Regions from separate parts of the Sus scrofa genome. Here region 1 is linked to region 2. The links are chromatin contacts, called in public HiChIP or PLAC-seq maps. All regions are on one chromosome and are shown on one strand. The core of a region is the stretch at or near the end of the contact, and the rest is flanking DNA. Distances in the headings are between cores, read along the strand shown. Region 1 holds the start of ASB8 (ankyrin repeat and SOCS box protein 8). Region 2 holds the start of SENP1 (sentrin-specific protease 1).

Region 1 (5,057 bases), core at 1,092-3,591, 58 kb before region 2:
GTGGAGCCCCTCCCCCCAAAAAAAGAAAGAAAGAAAAAGAAAAAAAAATGAGGTGCCAGAAAAAGCAAAAATGGAACAGAAACTATGTAGTCTTTATCATCTTATAATATTCATGGGCCCATGAATATAGTAGTATTACGACAGCCATAAAGCTGTTCTTATTTGGACTAAGGAGTAAAAATTTTGGAAGCAGTATTTTTTTTTTTTTTTGCTTAGGAATTTGGTAAATTCAGAATTTATAGAAATAAAATGATATTTAGAGGTTATTTCAGCCAACACTCTCACTTTACAAATAAGAAAACTGATACAGAATGAAATAACTATCACTATTAGAGCTAGGACAAAATCCTGCGTCTTCTGTACTCTGGCTTCTCTTCCTACCAACCCTGTTTTTTACATATCATTGAACAAGAGCTTCCAAAGCGTGGAACCTCTGAAAAGCGATAGATGCCACCCTTCAGGTACAGTACTTTCATTTGCTAGGTCCTTTGTCTCTATCATCTTTTGCTATGCACAAGTGGGGACTTCTTTTGGGCAGGAGATTCTCTTAGAATGGTAGACCCACTAGAGCTAGATTTAATAAGATGAAGATCAGACAGGCAGTTACCAACCCCTTCATAGACAGGTTAGTTATGTGGAGCTTGTGTTCTACTTTGAGAAGGCTATGGGGAGTGCCAAGAAGAGCATCACTTTACTTGATTTAGAGAGAGACTTAACAAGCCTGGGCCCACAGCATCATGGAATGGAATGTGTTGCATCTCTACCTCTCACCTCATTAATCCGCCAGCCAATTAGAATTGAAGGGGGTTGAGGCAGAATATACCATCAGGCTATTCATGCTCTGGACACAGGGACAGGAGTGTGAGGGGTACTGAGTAGACTGTTTTTAGACAAGACAGGTAACGTGGTTTTTCCTATGATATTGCCTGCTGGTGGCCAGGAAGTACAGGTTCACAGAATGAACTCCCTCATTTTGGATCAGCACCAACACAAGTATCTCTTGCCCCTTTGTTGAGATGTTTAATGCTAATTTCTGCTTTATAAGCAACAGGCACAGAGTCAAGCTGTTTCCATTCACTAAATTTGATCAAATACCTTAGATTCCTTCAAACTTTCTGAAGTAAACATATGAATTTAAAACAATGTAGTTAATAGGTAACTACAAATTCAAATCAACTCCCCAGACACCTTCCCAATCAGAGGGCTGCCCAAAGTCACAATTCCAGAGCTGCCAATGACCAAAGCTTCCTTTAATCCAGAGCCTAGAATTGGTGGCTTGCCTGCTTTTAAAAATGATTCTTGAAAACCAATGTTGCCGACATTTGCTATTTGGGAGAAATGGCTTTTTTAAAAATCTGGACTTTAGCTTCTTTTGAAAAACTGAACAGTCTCTCGATAGCAAAGTGGTGGGAGGTGGGAGACACATTCCTGCATGGAACAACTCCTTGAGTTTGAAACTCAGAGGAGGCTCACGGAATTTACCCAGTTACACCATTTAACTTACAACGTTTCCTCACTGATATACGTACCAGAGCCCTGCTTTACTCTCAAACTGGTTAGACTTTGTTGCTTAGAGCAAGCTTTAGGGAGTGGGTGCTGTAATACTTTTGGTTAAACAGGTATGAGGTAGATCATGGTACTTAACAGTCAGCCTCTGTGGGCTGATTCACTCTTTGCGTGCACCACTACATGCTGCTGGCTCCGAACTCTGTGCTTTGCATGGAAAATTCATCACTCAGAGGTGTCAGCATCTCTCTGGGTGGGAAAGGTTAATGTCAGCATGTATATCTTATTCAGTCCTCAACATTTGGGCTAGTATCCCTCTTGAGTGGCTGTTTATCTTTGGTATAGTGTCCTTTGAGGGAGGGTGGACAATATCCAGAAGCGTTCCGAAGAGCACAGATGCGTGCCAATGTTATGGAAAAAAAAAAAAAATGCGGAAAGTCTTTTATTTGCCAAAGACAGTTTTGTTTTGTTTTTGTCTTTTTCTAGGGCCGCACCCGCGGCATATGGAGGTTCCCAGACTAGGGGTAGAATCGGAGCTAGAGTCGCAGGCCTACGCCACAGCTACAGCAACGGGGGAACCGAGCTGCGTCTGCAACCTACACTACAGGTCACGGCCACGCTGTACCCCACTGAGCGAGGCCAGGGATCGAAACCCCAATCTCATGGTTCCCAGTCGGATTCCTTAACCACTGAGCCACGAGGGGGAACTCCCGACACTTCTTACTAACGGTTGAATCTTCTCACCAACCCAATCAGCGTAGGGAGTTTGGGAATAATCTGGGAATTGAGTGCTCAGGTCCGATATAAAATGCCAGTGGGAAGCAGCAGAGGGCTCGGATGAACTCGTTGCAGACCTGGTCCAGCTGGCGTAGCCCCGCAGTGCAGGTCCAACAGCACGGGAGCGGTGAGCTCTTTGCCTCTTTGCACACTATCGCGGCGGACCGGAGCCCCGGGGTTGCGGCGAGGGCGCCGCATTGAGTTTGCAAGCAAAATCTTTGGTGAAGCTTGAAAGTAAACCGGTTAACTAAGCCTGGGTAGGACGGAGGCAGTGTCACAAGTCTACGCAGGCGCGTTCCGCGTTCGGACACTGGTGGGTGCGCAGGCGCTCATTCTAGTCACTCCTCACATCCTGTAAACAGAGCGGCCCGCCGGAGACAACTTCTGCTTCCGGGTCACGCCTTGACAGCGGCTTTCACCACCCAGGTCAGCCCCGAGGTTCGGTGAGTGTCTCTCCGCTGCGGCCGCGTCTGCAGCCAGGTTCCCTAGCCCGGGGCACCACGCTCAGTAACGCTTCCTCCACTTTCCGCTCAGGGTCCGCCAGCCCTAGAGGGACCTCGTTCCGGGCCTTGGGGAGATCAGGGCGGGGGTTGGTCCGCTTCTGGGGCTCTCCTGGTGGAGATTACGCGACCCTGTTTCAGTACCTGCCCCAGGAGACCTGCTGTGATTGCCGCGGTCTCTGCTGAGTTCGTGCGGAAAGTGACACCACACACCCATCGCATTTTGTGCAGTCGCCCTCTACTCCCTAGACTCGGCAAGACCTAGCTGCTGCGGGCCCTCTCCTAGCAGGTGCAGTGGGGTGAGGGCGCCCCTGGCTGGGCCGCGGGTCCCCCACCCAGGTGGGCGGAAGCCGGGTCTCTAGCACCAGAGCTGTAGAATGTCGCCTTTCTCCTACCTTGGCGTTTTCTCTGAATACGAAGTGAAAGAAAATGGGAGAGAAAGGACTTTCAGCTGCAGCGAGGGAAGGGGCCGCTTGGGGTCACGTGCAGGGGCTGCTGTCCCGAGAAAGGTCGAGTTTAGAATTCCTTGACCCTTCCTGTCAGTGTTGTAAAAGTGCCCCGAAGTTTTCCTCTTTAGTAGGAGCTTCGAGGCAGCAGCAGAGGACCACTAGTCACATTCTCAGGAGTTCTTAGCCTGGAGTCCAAGAGCGCTTCGAAGATGATTGCAGGGTCAAGTTTCTTCAGATTATCATACCCCAGAAAGAGTTAACAGAGCCACTTCAGTCTAAGCCTTCAACCCTGGGTGCTCTGTTTTCTGCCCCTGTTCTTGGAATCGCTGACTCAAATGCATCTATGCCTTTTTTCCCTTTTTCTTTGCAGCAAAGTATAGATATAGACTCTTGTCTCTGAGGAGTTTCATGGCTGTTGGAGAGATTAAAAAGTATGCCAACTCTAAAACTACCTAGAAAATTTCAGAGAGGCCTATAAACAAGTGTGTAAGCTTATTCATTCATAGTAAACTAAGGGAGAATAATACCCAATTTGAATCATTGATACCTGTGAATTGAATATTTTTAACTTGCATTCTATTAATTAGTACTGTATGTATTTTAAACAGATAAATGGCTACTGATTAGAAAAAAAGGTTAGAATTTATAGCGTATTACATAATGTGTAAGGGAATAGTCCATCACAAAAAACAAAACTTACCTTGTATGAAATTACCAAAATAATTTTAGGATTTCCCTCTTAGTAATCATCCTGTGTGTAACATATTTAATTACTGCAAGTCTTGAATTTTTTTAGGATCCTAAGTAATAAGCTTTACATTGGTTTAACAAACGTTTATTGATAACATGCCATGTGCCAGGAACTATTAAAAATAACACTGTATTTATCCCCAAGGAGCTTATAGTTTGATAAGAACGTGGATTCCTAAACCGTTATGCCTAGAGAGCTGATATGGCATACCATATTTTCTCTAGTTTTTGATATATACTTTTTCAGAGAAATTCTCCACCTTCTTTGCTGTAATTTAAAATTTTCCCCAACTGGTATACAGCTCTTATACAGCCAAAAGTGTTATCATAGTTCAATTTAGGTATACTTCATTTTCTTCTTCCATCACAGAACTTTCTGTTGTGTTGTAGTTTCAACGTATATTTGCCCAAATTTTTTTCTCAGTTGTCACAAATGGCCAATTATTAAAACGTTAAACTCATTTTGCACTCTTAAATCTGTTTGTTTTCCTGCAGTTGCAAGCATATGTCACTGATGTCAACTTTGGAATTTTTTTTTCTAATCTTATATAGATGACCCCAGAGTAATTATACTTTGGCGTTCTTTCCTCGTTGTAGAATATTACCTCAAAAACTTACATTTTTTTTCTTTGCTGAAGACACTTTAAACTATTTCACAGATACTTTGTCATTATTAACATAGATCTATTTGCTCCATAGCCTTTTCCCTCTCTTCTCATAGGTAACCAATCACTTCCATACCCTTTAGTCAATCAATTAGTATTTATAAAATATCTACTTTTTGTGAGACTTTATGACTGGGCAAAAAAGTGGAAGACAGGGAGTTCTCTTGTTGCGCAGTAGGTTAAGGATCTGACATTGTCTTGCTACTGTGGCGCAGGTTTGATCCCTGGCCTGGGAATTTCCACAAGCCAAGGGCATGGCCAAAAAAAAAAAGAGAGAGAGAGAGAGAGAAATGGAAGACGAAGACCTTGCCTTCCAATTGATTACAACTTAGGTGGAAAAACAATGTGAACGTAACTATATTGCAAGGCCAAATATAACAGATAACCTAAAGGAGGACTGATGATAAAGA
Region 2 (5,082 bases), core at 1,261-3,760:
GATCAAACCTGCATCCTCACGACACTGTGTTGGGTTCTTAACCCACTGAGCCACAACAGAAACTCCCCTTAATTTAATCCATTTTTAAGTTTCACAGTTTTACATATCAAGGTAGCCAATAATAGGATAAACCAGATTAGCAGCTTACAGTTATGAGGGTGCCAACAGACTTAGCCCTGACCAAGCTATTCTTCACAGAGGGAAGTCCTTCTTTACATAGTTTTGCAGATGTTCAGCACCCCGCCCCCAGCACACAGACATTTTCTCCCTCTTGTCTTAACTCTTATTTCAAATCTGGTAGATCTATCCTACTTTATAATGCTGTGCATACATTTTTCACTTTCCAATACTCCTTTCCACATTCCTCCCCCTTGTTTAGCTACATGCCTCACCATTTTCAAAAACATGTATGCCTTCCACAGTGTGTGGATCATCCATAGTATCTAGACTCTTCAAGGTGTCTGTCTTGGGTGACTTTTGAATGAGCAGGCTGGAAGTTGAAGCTTCCCCAGATGAGAAGCACTATATCTAGGTCACCCTCAAGGTGGGATTCAGGGAGGGGAGTGCTCCTTAATCTCTTTCACTTTCTCTATGACTCTCAGCTAGTTGTCTAGGGATGTTTTTCCCCCACCCCCAATAAATCCAGGGAAAAATTAGAGAAGTACTGACTCTTATCAACAACTATCTTACCTCAAAAAGGTTCTAATCCTTTGACATAATTGGGGTAAAAGCAGAACACATAACTAGGAACTTTGAGACTGAGGTGGAAGAGAAAGCCATTTTTCTTTGGGACACTATTTATCTTATAGGTTTTGGAGTATCAATTAAAGTGGCAACAAGGGCTCTCACAAATGAACCTGGAAAGGTTGAAATAATTCACAAAGGACAGAGAAATCAAGTACAAGCTCAATACTATAAATCTTGTTCTCCCTCAACTCCCGAGTCCTCCCTATCTGCTTGGGCCTATCCCCACATATCATGCCAAAATATCACCTGATACTTATACAAGGAAAAGACCATCATAAATGTTTTATCATAGTGGGGATGGAATACCCAAGGTCAGTTGACTGCTAAAGCCCGCCTCTACACCAGTTAAGTGTCATCTCCTGTACTGAGAGTCCCTGCAAGTGAACCCATTCTGTCACTGGAATATGATCAGGAGACAATGGTACCTGTTCTCTGAGGAGTCCTGACTAACTGGCGAGACTGAATCACACACATGAAAAATTTCAGATGGACTTCCTCTTTATGCATGCCTCCTAGAAATAGAGACAAAGTTTAATGCAAATCAACAGATCTGTGCAATGATTAAAATGGACAAAAGTGACATGGACCAGGTACATTTAAGACTAATAGGCCTTAGGACTTGACACTATAAAATGTCAGCATATGAACTGATACATATAATCTACTTTTATATATTTGACAGGACAAGATATCCTAAAGTCAGCAAGCACCTCCCCACCCCACCCCCAGCGGCTGAGAGTAGCTAAAAGGCTGGGGGCCTCCAGAGGCTTCCCTTCTTCCAGTCTGAGGTCACAGACCAGGACTGTCACCTGAGTCTAGAGAGCTTACTCAGAAGCATTTCTCTAAGGCTTCTAGACATGGCCTGGGTTCCAAGGCCCACCAAGCTGATGGGCTTGGTAACAAGTCTGAATGAACATACATATTTCTTCTCATTATTTTCTCTTAAAAATTACAGCACAGATTAAGTTAATTGATTCAGTCCAGCAACAGCAGCACTGGCCATTTAATTCTTCAGAGAGCAGAATCCTGGGTTGTTTCCCTGAGAGCTTTCCTCACACCTCCTGGAGGGGCATTTCAAACTGCTCCAAAGTTCTGGAAGTTTCTACACGTTTCCAGCATCTAACCTAAGCCAATTCCAAGCAGGTTTTTTTGTGCTTTTTTTTGTTTGTTTTTTGTTTTTTCTTTTCCCCAATGGCCAATCAAGCTTGATGTGGTGCAAAGGAGAATATAGAAGTGCAAGTTAAAAAACTCTTGTTTCCTAGTCTCAAATCTGCCATGTGCTTTATAGCCTTGCCAATGGTTCCATTTCTCTGAAACTCTTAGACTAAATCATCTCCAATAACCTCTGCAAGCAGTAATGTTTTGTGATTCTCAATAAAACATGACATAGCCTCAGCTATATTTAGCTCCTCAGGTTTACATCTGTCAAGGTGGCCACAGGTTGCCGCAGATCGAGGGTCAAAGCAACGAGCTGCCATGGAAACCAGAGCCTAAGCAAAAAACCGCCAGGCGGAACCAGAAAGCAACGGGTGAGGGGGCCGAGGGAACAGAGAAAAGCGTAGGACGAAGGGCACACTAACAGTATTCCAAGAACGAGAAAAAGCTCAAGATGAAAGGGAAACGGGGAAATTATAACTACAGCCTTAGATGCTCCCTTGACTTATCAGGCCTTACCACACTGCGCAGGCGTTTCGTAGGTCCTCAACTCTGCTCTTTGACCTCCCGCCCCCACCCCTCCCCCGCAGGCCACCGAGCAGCCCTTCCGGTGTTGAGGAGGCGGTTCCGGTTCGCGGCGGTTCCCGGGTTTTGCGTTCCGCGCCCGGCCGGAAACCCCTTCGTATAGCAGCCGGTTCCGGTTCGGTGAGTGGCGGCGGGAAGCTGGGGGAGGGGTGAGGATGGAGGGATCCTGGGCTGGGAGGCAGTGTGGGCCCGGGCCCGGCAACCTGGGCTTGGCTGGGCGGAAGCGGGGACGGCTGTGGGGACGGTGCTTTTTCCTCTGCCCCGCCCCCTGGGACCACCTCCCCTCCCCCCTGCCGTCCGCCGGCTGCGATCTGGCTGGTGGCCGTTAGTTAGGTTTCCCAAGGCCGTTCCTTCAGGCTTCTCCTCCCGCGTCGAGGAGAGGCGGTTTCCTTGCGGTTACGGCCGGTTCCATCTCAACGCCCAGCCCTCGTTGTGAGGAACAGGCAGGTTGGGATTTCGGGGCTTTCCCGCCAGAGCAAGGGCTTCTCTCGGGGGAAGCTGTTTTCACCCGGAAGCTCAGCCTTTCTCTTATACTTGCTTCACCTCCCGCCTTCCTTGAGACCTGAATGGTATTTCTCCGCTACTTCTGCGTCTCACGTAAACATTTCTCCAACTCTTTTACTCTGTGGTATCTCCCTGAGATGTGATATCGCTAGTGCCACCAACAGAAAGAAACGTCGGGACCCTCCTGCCCAGGTTATGAAAATCCCCTTAACTGCCACTGTTTGCTTACCTGGCTCATCGCCTCCTGGTAATTCCCTTGAACCGTCTCTTTCTTGGTGTACCCTAACCTGATCTCTCTGGCTACGTGCCCAGTTTCTCTTGAGCTTGGTGATTTCTGTTTATCGGTGCCTCTGCAGTATTTCCACTATCTTGTTAGCACTAACTTGCTCCTTTATCACTTTCACGTCAGCCTTGTTAAAGTCATTTCACTTCACAGTTGGTACGCTTATTTGGGTGGTGGTGATTCTTGCAAAATTTTTTATAAAAATTTTATAAGCCTTTGATTGGCTACCAACCATTGACTTAGGGTGTTCCAGTTATGTGTTTTGGTTGGAGTAGGTCGCATTATCTCCTCAGTCTTTATTTTTTATAGAGATAATTTCTAAGGACTCATGTTGAAAGATAGATTACAGAGTTTGAAATTACAGTTACGGTGAAACCTAGAGCATTTCTTTAAGCGTGATCCCCTAATCTTCCAATTTAGAGACTCCCTTTTCTTGATCTAGTCCCATTTTGAAAGCCTCATTTGTTTTTATCTTGAGAAGCCTCATTCACTTTTACCTAATCCCCATTAATTATACCAAAGGTAAAGATGGTGTCCATATCAGTCATCTGATGACAAATCTAGAGGAAGCAAATGAATTAAAAAAAACAGGTTCTTCTACCTCAAGCTAAGGTGATGTAACTCAACTACAGCTTTGGGAGTTTTTCCTTTTCTTTACCCGACTCCTACATCTCCTACCAATTGCACCGGCTTTATTGTCTTGGTGTAAGTGTCTGTTGATGGATCTGGTTTCCTCCAGGGGCCAGTGAGATTCTCGGCCGCAGGGACCAGTTCTTATTCAGCTTCGCAGCCGCAGGACCCTATATTACTGGTGCACAGTAAATGTTTGTATATGAGGAAAAGCGAGTCCTTTCTGTTTAAGGTGTTAGAGTCTGGAGAGATTTCATGTAAAAAGGTGGGAAAAAATACGTAATTATATAGTACAAACTGTTTCATAGACATAATGTTCCAGAGTTCATAGTAGGATGATTCATATGATTCCTTCTACAACTTTCTCATATAAATTGTTCTGTAAAGCTAATTTTACAGCACCCTCTCCTCAGTATATACTTTCGGTAATTTCATCATAGCTCCAAACATTCATTTTTATTTTTTAAATTTTATTTTATTTATTTTTTGTCTTTTTAGGTCTGCACCCTTGGCATATGGAAGTTCCCAGGCTAGGGGTCGAATTGGAGCTGCAGTTGCTGGCCTATGCCACAGCAATGTGGGGTAGGAGCTGAGTCTGCAACCTACACCACAGCTCATGGCAGTGCCCGATCCTTTAACCCACTGAGCGAGGCCAGGGATCAAACCCGACTCCTCATGGATACTAGTAGGGTTCATTACTGCTGAGCCACAGTGGGATCTCCCAAACTCTTTGCATGTATGTAAACTTATAAATGTTTTACTGTGCTTACTACATTCCGTCATTGTTAGGACTTTGCCATCTTTTTTTTTCCTTTCAGATTTCCTATTGTTTTGTGTTCAGCTACTTTACCTGACTTCTCCTGAATATCTCTAACTGCTATGTTCTTTTAGTAAATTAAATGACCAGTGTAAAGTAGGAAATGAGTTACTAGAATACTCATTTTTTAGAGAGAAAAAAATTCTTATGCTTGAAAAAATTTGGTAACATCAAAGGTTCCAGGTCCGGCATTTCATGTTGAGTCTTGGGGTGAAATATCCCTTCTCCCATTGTAATTTCAAAGTGGCATAAAGAAAGTAGGATAAGCACACTGAAGAAGCAGCATGGATTTGTATTAAAATGTGAATATGGGGCTTTAATGATTAAAATTATAAAATAGTGTGGATTCCCAGAGTTAGCT

Evidence for each region. HiChIP or PLAC-seq counts read pairs in DNA pulled down with a chosen protein or histone mark.
Region 1: a contact with region 2 is called in an H3K27ac HiChIP or PLAC-seq map of skeletal muscle. The contact joins the promoter of ASB8 here to the promoter of SENP1 in region 2. A contact is called at or near these places in 1 of 5 promoter capture datasets (liver), 23 of 47 Hi-C or Micro-C datasets (alveolar macrophages, blood, embryonic fibroblasts and 10 more) and 2 of 2 datasets of contacts at active chromatin or transcription factors (alveolar macrophages and skeletal muscle).

What each region holds. Positions count from the first base shown.
Region 1 is chr5:78,532,094-78,537,150 of Sscrofa11.1, reverse strand. ASB8 (ankyrin repeat and SOCS box protein 8) reads left to right here and starts at 2,341. Exons shown (of 4, transcript XM_021092616.1): 1 at 2,341-2,726. It also overlaps the pseudogene LOC100621110.
Region 2 is chr5:78,473,743-78,478,824 of Sscrofa11.1, reverse strand. It overlaps SENP1 (sentrin-specific protease 1), which reads left to right and starts at 2,510. Exons shown (of 18, transcript XM_021092613.1): 1 at 2,510-2,607. It also overlaps a transcript of PFKM not described here.